Linked DNA regions of Mus musculus: all the other regions are linked to region 1. Evidence: chromatin contacts called from public promoter capture Hi-C data. All regions are on one chromosome and are shown on one strand. The core of a region is the stretch at or near the end of the contact, and the rest is flanking DNA. Distances in the headings are between cores, read along the strand shown.

Evidence for each region. Promoter capture Hi-C pulls out the DNA fragments that hold promoters and counts their contacts. Capture Hi-C pulls out chosen DNA fragments and counts their contacts.
Region 2: a contact with region 1 is called in a promoter capture Hi-C map of liver, with 3 times the contacts expected there. The contact joins the promoter of Rps27 here to the promoter of Glmp in region 1. A contact is called at or near these places in 1 of 39 promoter capture datasets (liver) and 2 of 9 other capture datasets (adipose tissue and liver).
Region 3: a promoter capture Hi-C map of adipose tissue shows a contact between it and region 1, with 2.0 times the contacts expected there. The contact joins the promoter of Adam15 here to the promoter of Glmp in region 1. A contact is called at or near these places in 1 of 39 promoter capture datasets (liver), 1 of 115 datasets of contacts at active chromatin or transcription factors (pancreatic cancer cells) and 1 of 9 other capture datasets (adipose tissue).

Annotation. Positions count from the first base shown.
Region 1 is chr3:88,323,566-88,326,681 of GRCm38.p6, reverse strand. Glmp (glycosylated lysosomal membrane protein) reads right to left here and starts at 1,659. Exons shown (of 6, transcript NM_020003.1): 1 at 1,481-1,659; 2 at 751-1,005; 3 at 370-567; 4 at 53-271. The coding sequence starts at 1,600.
Region 2 is chr3:90,211,971-90,215,086 of GRCm38.p6, reverse strand. Rps27 (ribosomal protein S27) reads left to right here and starts at 1,439. Exons shown (of 4, transcript NM_027015.4): 1 at 1,439-1,477; 2 at 1,786-1,894; 3 at 2,043-2,153; 4 at 2,334-2,420. The coding sequence starts at 1,472. The coding sequence ends at 2,362. It overlaps Nup210l (nucleoporin 210-like), which reads right to left. Exons shown (of 40, transcript NM_029937.2): 40 at 2,936-3,116. The coding sequence ends at 3,070. It also overlaps a transcript of Rab13 not described here.
Region 3 is chr3:89,348,387-89,351,502 of GRCm38.p6, reverse strand. It overlaps Adam15 (a disintegrin and metallopeptidase domain 15 (metargidin)), which reads left to right and starts at 1,475. Exons shown (of 23, transcript NM_001037722.3): 1 at 1,475-1,694; 2 at 2,876-2,985. The coding sequence starts at 1,616. Dcst1 (DC-STAMP domain containing 1) reads left to right here. Exons shown (of 16, transcript NM_029974.2): 16 at 989-1,284. The coding sequence ends at 1,240. It also overlaps a transcript of Dcst2 not described here.

The DNA of each region.
Region 1 (3,116 bases), core at 410-2,909:
GCGGGATCCCACTTTACATTCCCACCCATCTATCTCGCACTGGTGACCTGACCTGGAAGACGGCAGGTGCATATTCATCATCGATGGAGTTCCGTTCGTTCACTGAGGGGCAGTCAGGGCCCTGTCCCAAGGTGGCTACCTCTAGACCAAATAGGGAATGGTTTCCACGAGGAGAAGCTCCAACCAGGGCCACTTCTAACTGGCAGACATCTGCTGTGTGCAGGAGGCGAGGGGGCTGAGCAGGTCGACCAGATCTAGAAAAGGCTTGGACCTTGGAAGGAGAAGGAAGCCATGTGGGGAGAATGGAGCTTGAGGGACAGATACTCCCACCCTCATCAGTCATTTCCAGTTCCTTCCCCATAGCCTCACCTTGAAGGTCAGGCTGCCATTGGCGAATGCTCCAGTAGGATCATCTACAGGGCGGCCTTGAAAATCGGCACTCAGGTTGGCAAGATCCAATGAGTTGGTGATATTGTTCCAGGAGAACTTGGCCAAGGAGTACGGAGGGTATGGCTTTCCTGGAGGCTGTGCCCCCTCGGACGCATTGGTGCTGTCAAACTCAAGCAGCTGGGGACAGGGTAGAGTGGAAGAGGCTTGCCTCCCTCTGGCTTTCTCTTGAATATCCCTCCCAGTCACCCCACCCAAAACTGCATTCACTTCACCCACCCTGGGCTAAACCCGTCCCTCGCCCTGGGGGTAGGATGGACTCTCTTCTTGTGATCTTCTCTCTGGGCTCCTTCAGACCCTCACCCTGGTGAAGACGAGAGCAGAAGAAAACTGTATGCTGCTCTTGGGGAGCACCATCAGGGCCCCAGCAGGATCGGGAGACAGCAGGAGACTCCAGTTGACACTCAGGACACTCTGAGTGGTGTTAGTGGCCACCAGCACCACAGCTGGAGGCCCCAGGCTGCTCCACACATAGTGCAGGGTGGAGTTGCTGCCCACTGCCCGAATATGAAGCAGGTTCTGTGGATTTGGCCAGCCGGAAATAACCTCCATAGATACCTGGAACACGGGGTAGTGGGGCGGAAGGAGCAAGATCAGGTATGCTCACAGGCAAAGCTGCAGCTTGTAGGTGGAGGACAGGACCTGGGCAATGCAAGGGCTCTTGAGGACCAGGCAAGAGGGAAATGTAGAAACTGAGGGGAACTTGGAATCAGGGGCAGATGTAGGGTTGAGAACATAGGGTGGATCCAGGATTACTCAGAGGGCTCAGAGCTAACAAGGCTTTTAAGTCCCCAAACTTGCCTGTTCCTGGGCTACAATGGCTGAGCCATGGCTCAGACATCGTCAGAAAGCAGGACGCAGTCATGCCTGACCCCTCCACAATTCTTCCAATCACTCGTGACTCCACACTGAGCTCTCTGGGTTGTTATCTCTCTTGCATCCACCTTCCACCCCTCTGTTGTCCCAGATTCCGGTCATCCTAGAAAGGTAGGATTTCCGGAAACATCTATAACTTCAGTTCCAGAGCCCTTACCTGGCGAGTCTCTTCTCCCTGCAGGCCAAATGGAGCTGAACACACAAGTAGACTCAAAAGGAGCCATGGGGTAGGGGCACAGGGGACCCAGCCCCAGTGAGGTCCCCAACAGCGAAACATACAGCCACAGCTAGTTAAACTCAGCGGAAGAGCCTCAGAGTCACATGACTCCTTTCCTGCTGATCCCTTTTGAGGGCGGGCCAACAAAGTTCTTAAAGGGGCCGCTTCTATTAACCCAGATCTGTTTAAGTTGGAATAGCCTCCCGAAAGCTCAAGGTGAACAGGTATTTTATCATCAACAGGTTGGCCTAGGCATCCTAGACTAGCTGTGCAAACATACTCCTACCTTACTGCAGACACCCTACCGGCCCCACCTACATCACCTCTGGTGAATAAACCCAGATTAAAATTTCCACACAATTTAACAGAGTAATTTGTATGTTACTGCTCTGTGCTAGAAAGATATAGAGAGGGCTGGAGAGATGGCTCAGTGGTTAAGAGCACTGACTGCTTTTCCGAAGGTCCTGAGTTCAAATCCCACCAACCACATGGTGGCTCACAACCATCCGTAATGAGACCTGACGTCCTCTTCTGGTGCAGCTAAAGACAGCTACAGTGTACTTAGATATAATAATAAAAAAAAATCTTCAAAACAAAAAAGGAAAGATATAGAGAGGAATTGGATATAAAAGAACCCTTGGGGGTCAGCAAGATGCCTCAGCATTTGCTCTAAACTGAACATGAGTTGGATATATATTCAGGACCAACGCGGTAGAAGGAGAAAAATAATTGCCAGAAGCTGTAACCTGATTTACACATGCATTCTGTGCATTGCTCACATAAAACAAGTGCAGTAAAATGTAAAAGAATGCCGGGCGGTGGTGGCGCACACCTTTGATCACAGCACTTGGGAGGCAGAGGCAGGCGGATTTCTGAGTTTGAGAAAAGTGAGTGCTAGGACACCAGGGTTACACAGAGAAACCCTGTCTTGAAAAAACAAAGACAAAAACACAAACAAAAAAAGTAAAAGAATAATAAAAGAATCCTTAGGTATGGTAGTCTCAGAAAACAGAACCAAACAGGAATGGAGGCTTGTTTCTACAAGGGGACCAAGACACCCTAATTCCAGCCAAGAGGTGAGAAGAGGAAGACCAGAAATTCAAGGTCTGGGGCATGAGATGTTCAGCAGGTAAATGCATTTCATTTATTAGATTACCAAGTAGGCAGGGACTGGCTGTCCAGGAACTCTTTATACATACCAGGCCGGCCTTGAACTATTAAAGATCCACCTGCCTGCCTCTACCTCCTCTGCTGGAATTAAAGGCATGAGCACCACAACCAGCCTGTTTTTCCTAAAATCTTAACATGTAAAGTATTTTGCCTGTATGTCTGTCTGTGTCTGGTGTCCTCAGAGACCAGAAGAGGATGTCAGATCCTCTGAGGCTGGAGTTACAGATGGCTGTGAGCTACCATGGAGATGATGGGAATCAAACCTTGGGTCCTCTGGAAGAAGTCAGTGCTCTTCATTACTGAGCATTTTCTCCATCTCCAACTTAAATCTGTTAGACTAATGCACAGTACAAATTTGAACCAGGTGTTCTGGCACAAGCCTTTAATCCTAGCTAACCAGGGCTAC
Region 2 (3,116 bases), core at 190-2,689, 1.9 Mb before region 1:
TATAAGAAATTATTTTCAGTCTAGGAAAAGGAATGAATTTCTTTCTTTCTTTTTTTTTTTTTTTTTTTTTTTTTGAGACAGGGTTTCTCTGTGTAGCCCTGGCTGTCCCGGAACTCGCTTTGTAGACCAGGCTGGTCTTGAACTCAGAAATCCGCCTGCCTCTGCCTCCCAGGTGCTGGGATTAAAGGCGTGCACCACCACACCTGGCCATGAATTTCATTTTTAAACCTAGAATCTATTTCCCAAGATATCTCTGCCATGTATATTGCCAAAATCCAAAATCAACATGCATTCATTTAAGCATGGACTATTTATTTATTATTTTATTTATAGACACTTGAATTCAGAGATCCACCTGCCTCTGTGTTGAGCAGCAAACACACAAATTTGTACAATGTGGTAATGGTTACAGCAGCTCCATAGTTAAATAACATACTTTTTGTTTTGATTTGGTTTTTAGAGACATCTCTTGTAGTTCTGGCTGTCCTACAACTTGCTAGATCAGGCTGGCCAGAACTCAGTCTCTTCCATGCTTTGCCAGAATGCAGTGATAAAGGTGTGACCAACCTCGTCTGGCCTTTAATTAGCACTTTAAAAGCAATGCACGTGTCAAGTGGTGTAAGGATATTTGATTTTATTCCTCAAAGGTAAAGAATTGTAAGAATACAAAGTCGGGCTCTATCTTTAGCACTGGAAAACAGCAGCAACAACAAAACAATAAAGGTAAACAATAGGGTTAGCTGCAGTGGAGCAAATATGAACAGGATTTGATTTTGTTGTTTTTTCAGACAGGGTCTCCTGTAGTCCACTCAGACCTCAAACTTGCTAGGAAGCCCAGTGCCTAGAATGATTTTGAACTCCTCGTCCTCCCGCTTCATCCTCTGAAGTTCTGAGATTCCAGCCTTGAGCCACTGACAGCACCACTGCGCCCTGCCCAGTTTACGCTTTGCACATTCTTAGCACGCACTCTACCTACCAGCGTAGTACACCCCCAGCTTCAAGCAGGTATCTCATTTTTTAAAAAAAAAAACCTATTTACGTCTAGAATTATTAATCAGCGTAAATCAAACCAACTGGAAAATGGTAAAGACTATCAATAACTAAAAATGTCATGGATAAAAGCTTCTCGCTGGTGTTCACCTGTGATGTTCCCATCACACTCCAGCTGTCAAAGCGTAGTCGGAAACTACGTGAGAAAAAAGTATCCATTTTTCTCGCCACAGCAGCTAAATTCTGAACTCAAAATAGAAGCTAACTCTCTCACCATGGCTACGCGCCCGCGACGCGAGGAGCCTTTACGGACCTTCTACAAATGGCAGTCAACGGGCATTCCGTTGCATTCGAACAGAGTAGAAGACCTTCCGAAGATGGCGAAGCAACACGGCTCGTCACTTCCTGTCCCATATCAGATATAAGGAACAGGATTTCCGCTTTCGCTCCTTTCCGGCGGTGACGACCTCCCTACGAGAACATGCCTGTGAGTTCCTTGGTCCAGGTTTCGACAGAGAACTCGCTCTTGGGTCCGCACGGTCCTCTTGCGCTAATTGCGGGTCCTACAGGGTCCACATGTGCGCTCTGCGTCTCTTAGGACAGTAACCAGAGCCGCGGCGGCCCACGGGTCAGCCGCGTAGACGGGAGCGGAGAGGAGATAAGATGGCGGCCCAGCTACGCAGACACCAGGGGCGGCGAGGGGCGAGTTCTCCTCGGTGTGTGCCAGTGGGGGCTCTTTCCCATCATCTCTTTCCTCCATTACCTTCTAAGTCTTTGCATTTCTGCCCCTTTTAGCTCGCAAAGGATCTCCTTCATCCCTCTCCAGAAGAGGAGAAGAGGAAACACAAGAAAAAGCGCCTGGTGCAGAGCCCCAATTCCTACTTTATGGACGTGAAATGCCCAGGTAAGGAAGTGGTTTTCAGCTGTGCGGGAAAACTAAACTGTACTAATGGTTGTAACTTAATTTTTGATTTTATTACGAGTTCAGAAGTGGTAACTTGGAGAGGAATAAAAGAAGTTAACATTTTTCTTCTCTTTTTTTTTCTTCCCAGGATGCTATAAAATCACCACGGTCTTTAGCCATGCACAAACGGTAGTCTTGTGTGTTGGCTGCTCCACTGTCCTCTGTCAGCCTACAGGTGGAAAAGCAAGGCTGACAGAAGGTGAGTGGTCTCAGTGTTGGGGTTTTGTTTGGCTTTGGGGTCCTAAGGTGAAAGGCTGAGTAGAATGCAAGGCTTCCGGCTGGTAAAGCCAGCTGCACTCCTGTTAGGAAGGTTTAGCACTCTGCAGATGAGGCAGGGTCAGTGGCAGGCAGAAGTAACGTTTGCATCTTTTTCTTCCAGGATGCTCCTTCAGGAGGAAGCAGCACTGAAAGCCCCTGATTGAAGATGAGTGGGAACCTTCCCAATAAACACGTTTTGGATATATAATGTTTGTCTTGTTTAACTGGTAGCAAGTGGTGCCTCACATATCCCAGGGCAAACAGAAGAGTGGTCCCTTTGGGGTCAAGTAAGTGGCCAAACACCTAGAGTCCATTGGGGGCATTTTTATCTAGATTCACTGTATAAATCTTAGACCATGGTTTAAAACTGGTGATAGTGTATAATTGGGCTTACTCTTCTATGTCTTTTTGGTAGTAACTTTTAGCAATGGTTATTGGAAACATTGTGTCATACAAAGGTGTGTGACAGTGGGGACTGTCTTTATTTAGGGATAATGGTACCCAGGCTGCTTTAATCCCAGTGCCTGAGAAGCAGAGGGTTACTGTTTTTCTGTGTGTTGTTGAGATGGCCTTAGGTAGCTTCAAGTGTATGTGACAGGATACCTGTCAAGTGATGGCATTGTAGGTGTGTACTGCTGTTGCGGTTTTTGTGGTGCTAGGAACAGACAGACACCGAGGGCTTCGGGAATCCAGCCTCAGAAATGTAATCTTTACACACGTGACTTAACCACCTAGGAGCTTTTATTTATACTTACTACAAACTTGATCTGGAGGTTTAGTTTTGTAGTTAGCTACTAAACTTGTGCAGGATTAGGCATCTCCAGTCCTCTACAGTTAGAGGGACGCTGACTACTAGGTTAGTGTTTTATACTCCATAACCAGTGTTGTAGCCGACTCTGCACTA
Region 3 (3,116 bases), core at 226-2,725, 1.0 Mb before region 1:
CCAAGGTCAAAGGGCAAGCTAAGGGAAATGCAAAGTGTGGCAGGAGCCAAGGAGGCAGAGCAAGGCTGGGAAGAAACAGACCTCTGAGCGCTCGAAGGGCAAGCCCAGCTCTGCTCTTAAGAATTCCTGGCAACTGTATGAAGAGGGTATTCGGAAAGTGAGACTGTGGAATGGCCACAAAGCTTGGGACTTGGTTCCTGCCAGGTTTGACTCAGATCTGACTTAGGAAAGTTACACCATCTTTCTGAGATTTTTTTTGGGGGGGGGTTGAGTTTTTTGTTTGTTTGTTTGTTTTTCGAGACAGGGTTTCTCTGTGTAGCCCTGGCTGTCCTGGAACTCACTCTGTAGACCAGGCTGGCCTCAAACTCAGAAATCCACCTGCCTCTGCCTCCCAAGTACTGGGATTAAAGGTGTGCACCACCACCACCCGGAGAGATTTTTTAAAAAAGACTTAATTAAAATTTGCACTTATTTAATGTGTATGGGTGTTTTGCCTATGCATATGTCTGTGTCCTCATGGGTGGCTGGTGTCCAGGGAGGCCAGAAGATCATCCAGTTCCCTGGAACTCAAGTGACAGGCAGTTGTTAGCTATGTGGGTGCTGGGATTCAAACCTGGGTCCTCTGGAAGAGCAGTCAGGGTTCTTAACCACGGAACCATCTCTCCAGCCCAGTAAGGTGTAAATTGTGCCCTCCTCCCTTCTAAGCCTAAGTACCAAATTAAGCCGCTCCACAGGTGTACAGAATTGTTGTGGGTCATCCTTGGGAGTAAGTTTGGGCACGCCAGGCTCCGCAGCCCATCATGGAGAAGAAGACTCTTTCGATTTATCTCAATATCGCCCTCGAGGGCTCTTCTTGTCTACCCCAGCTTCCTCCAATATAGCATTGTCAGGCCTTGGGACTTCATACATTAAGAGCTGCCCAGTGCCCCTGACAACCCTTTCTGCTCAGCCCACTTGGCATTAACCAATCCACCTCATCTTCCAACAGCCCCACTACCTGGTGGAGGCTCTGTATCGCCGGTGCCCTCTCCTGCACCGCTTCATGCGTCAGCGCTGTGTGGTGTGCCAGGCAATGGAGACGCCGGATTCCTACGTGTGCCCCACACCAGACTGCAAGGCCCTGTACTGCCGGTCGTGCTGGGACGACATGCAACGGCTCTGCCCGGTGTGCACGCCCCGCGAAGAGCTCTCGTCATCCGCCCACAGCGACAGCAACGACGACGCTGTGTATGGCGATTGAAGGGATGCTGCCCGCCTTCTTGCTTAATAAAGTGTGATGCACGCTCCTGCGGCTGGTGCTTCGCAGGCATCCGGGATTGGGTGAGCCGGAAGAACTGGCCCGCACAATCTCCACGAAGCCGGGCTACAGACGGGAGGCAGGATGGAGGGAAGGCGCGAGTCTTGTGGTGTCCAAACCCATCCCGGTAGCTGCCGGAAAGAGGCTGCGCTGAGCGGCAGGGGCGGAGCCTCAGACGGGGCGGGGCGGAGCCTCAGACGGGGCGGGGCGGGGCCTAGTTGCTGCGCTGCACCGAGCTGGTGTCCGGCGGGGCCGTGGCTGCTCCTCCACGCGTAGCCCCGCACCTGCTGCCCCAGTCCAGCCCGGAGCTCCGCGGCCATGCGGCTGGCGCTGCTCTGGGCTCTGGGACTCCTGGGCGCGGGCAGCCCTCGGCCCTCCCCGCCGCTGCCAAATATAGGTGAGTTCCCAGGACAGTGGGTCGAGGGGATGATTTGGAAAGAGGTACAAGGAAACCCGGAGGCAATGGGGTGTTGGGGTCTGCCGGAGCCTAACCAGAGGGCAGCCTGCGTGATCTGCGGACCAAAGCCTAGGGCCAGGTAATTTGGAGAACGAAAGGAAGAGGAGGATGGGGAGGAGGAGGAGGAGGAAGAGGAGGAGGGAGGATGGCGTCCTCTGTCCTGAAGTCCCGAGTTATCCCTGCAGACACTTTTGAGTCTCAGGCACTGAAGAGCGTGCGCGGGGGGTGGGGGTGGGGCGCTCAGATCATGGAAAGAGTCACTCCTTAGGACTGACGTCTTCGTCTCTCTAGTGCCTAGCTGACAGTTCTACTCAATGAAGTGCCCGGACTAGCTAGTGGGGTTTTAGTGAAAAGGATTATTTTCAGCCGTTCATTCCAGACCTGGGCGGCCAGCACCGCTCACTCGGGTGCGGTTGCCACCAGAAGCCTGGCGGAGCGGGAGGGGCCCGGAGGAGCCAGGGGAGGGAGCTTTCGCCAGGAAAGAGACTGGGACACCAACTCCTCCTTGGAACTTTCACTTCCCGCTGCTGTCTTGGGCTGGGGGCCGAGAGGGTAGGCGGGGGTGGAGTGTCCGGAGAGGAGAGGGCCATTGTTGGGGGGTGCTGGCGGAGGAAGCGGAGGCTGTTGGGAACGGGTGCGCCTGACTGGGCATCAAGGCTGTTTAGGGAGGTCAGAGTGTTTGCACTGCTCACCCAAAGATGGGTGTTCCCGGCAGGCATCTCTACTGTGAGGGAAAAGGAAGGGCAAGTGGGCACTAGGCCACAGACTTCTCTTAGACCTAAGAAAGGGCATTCCTGATTGGGTGGGGAGTGTGATTGGGAAGGGATGGGAACAAGGGAGGGCCCCCGTGAAAATCTTGGGATTGGCCAAAGGGAAGGCAAGGAGGAGCTGCAAGCTGGATACTCTGAACTTTGGGGACTTATGGGTGAAATCCGTAAGTTGGGGAAAAAAAAACCCCTCCTTCCCATATCCTCCTTTAAATCCTGGCACACACTGCAGGACCGCTTAAGTCACTGATATAGCCTTCTGTGCTGAGGGTCGGTGGGTCTGAGGACACTAGTGATTCCAGCCTTGCTAGGGATTTCCTCAGCAATCTCTTAGGATGTTCTGGGACCCTGCAGGAGGCACTGAGGAAGAGCAGCAAGCCAGCCCAGAGAGGACGCTGAGTGGATCCATGGAGAGCCGGGTTGTTCAGGACAGCCCCCCAATGAGCCTAGCAGACGTGCTTCAGGTGAGGGACAGCCTGCTAATAAGATTTTCTCTTTCCTCGCACTCCACAGTATTAATCATCTTGAGGGTAACAGGTCCATCCGGGTCCTGCTCCTTTCCTTCAAGCCCCCGGCTACACTCAGCTCCATCCCC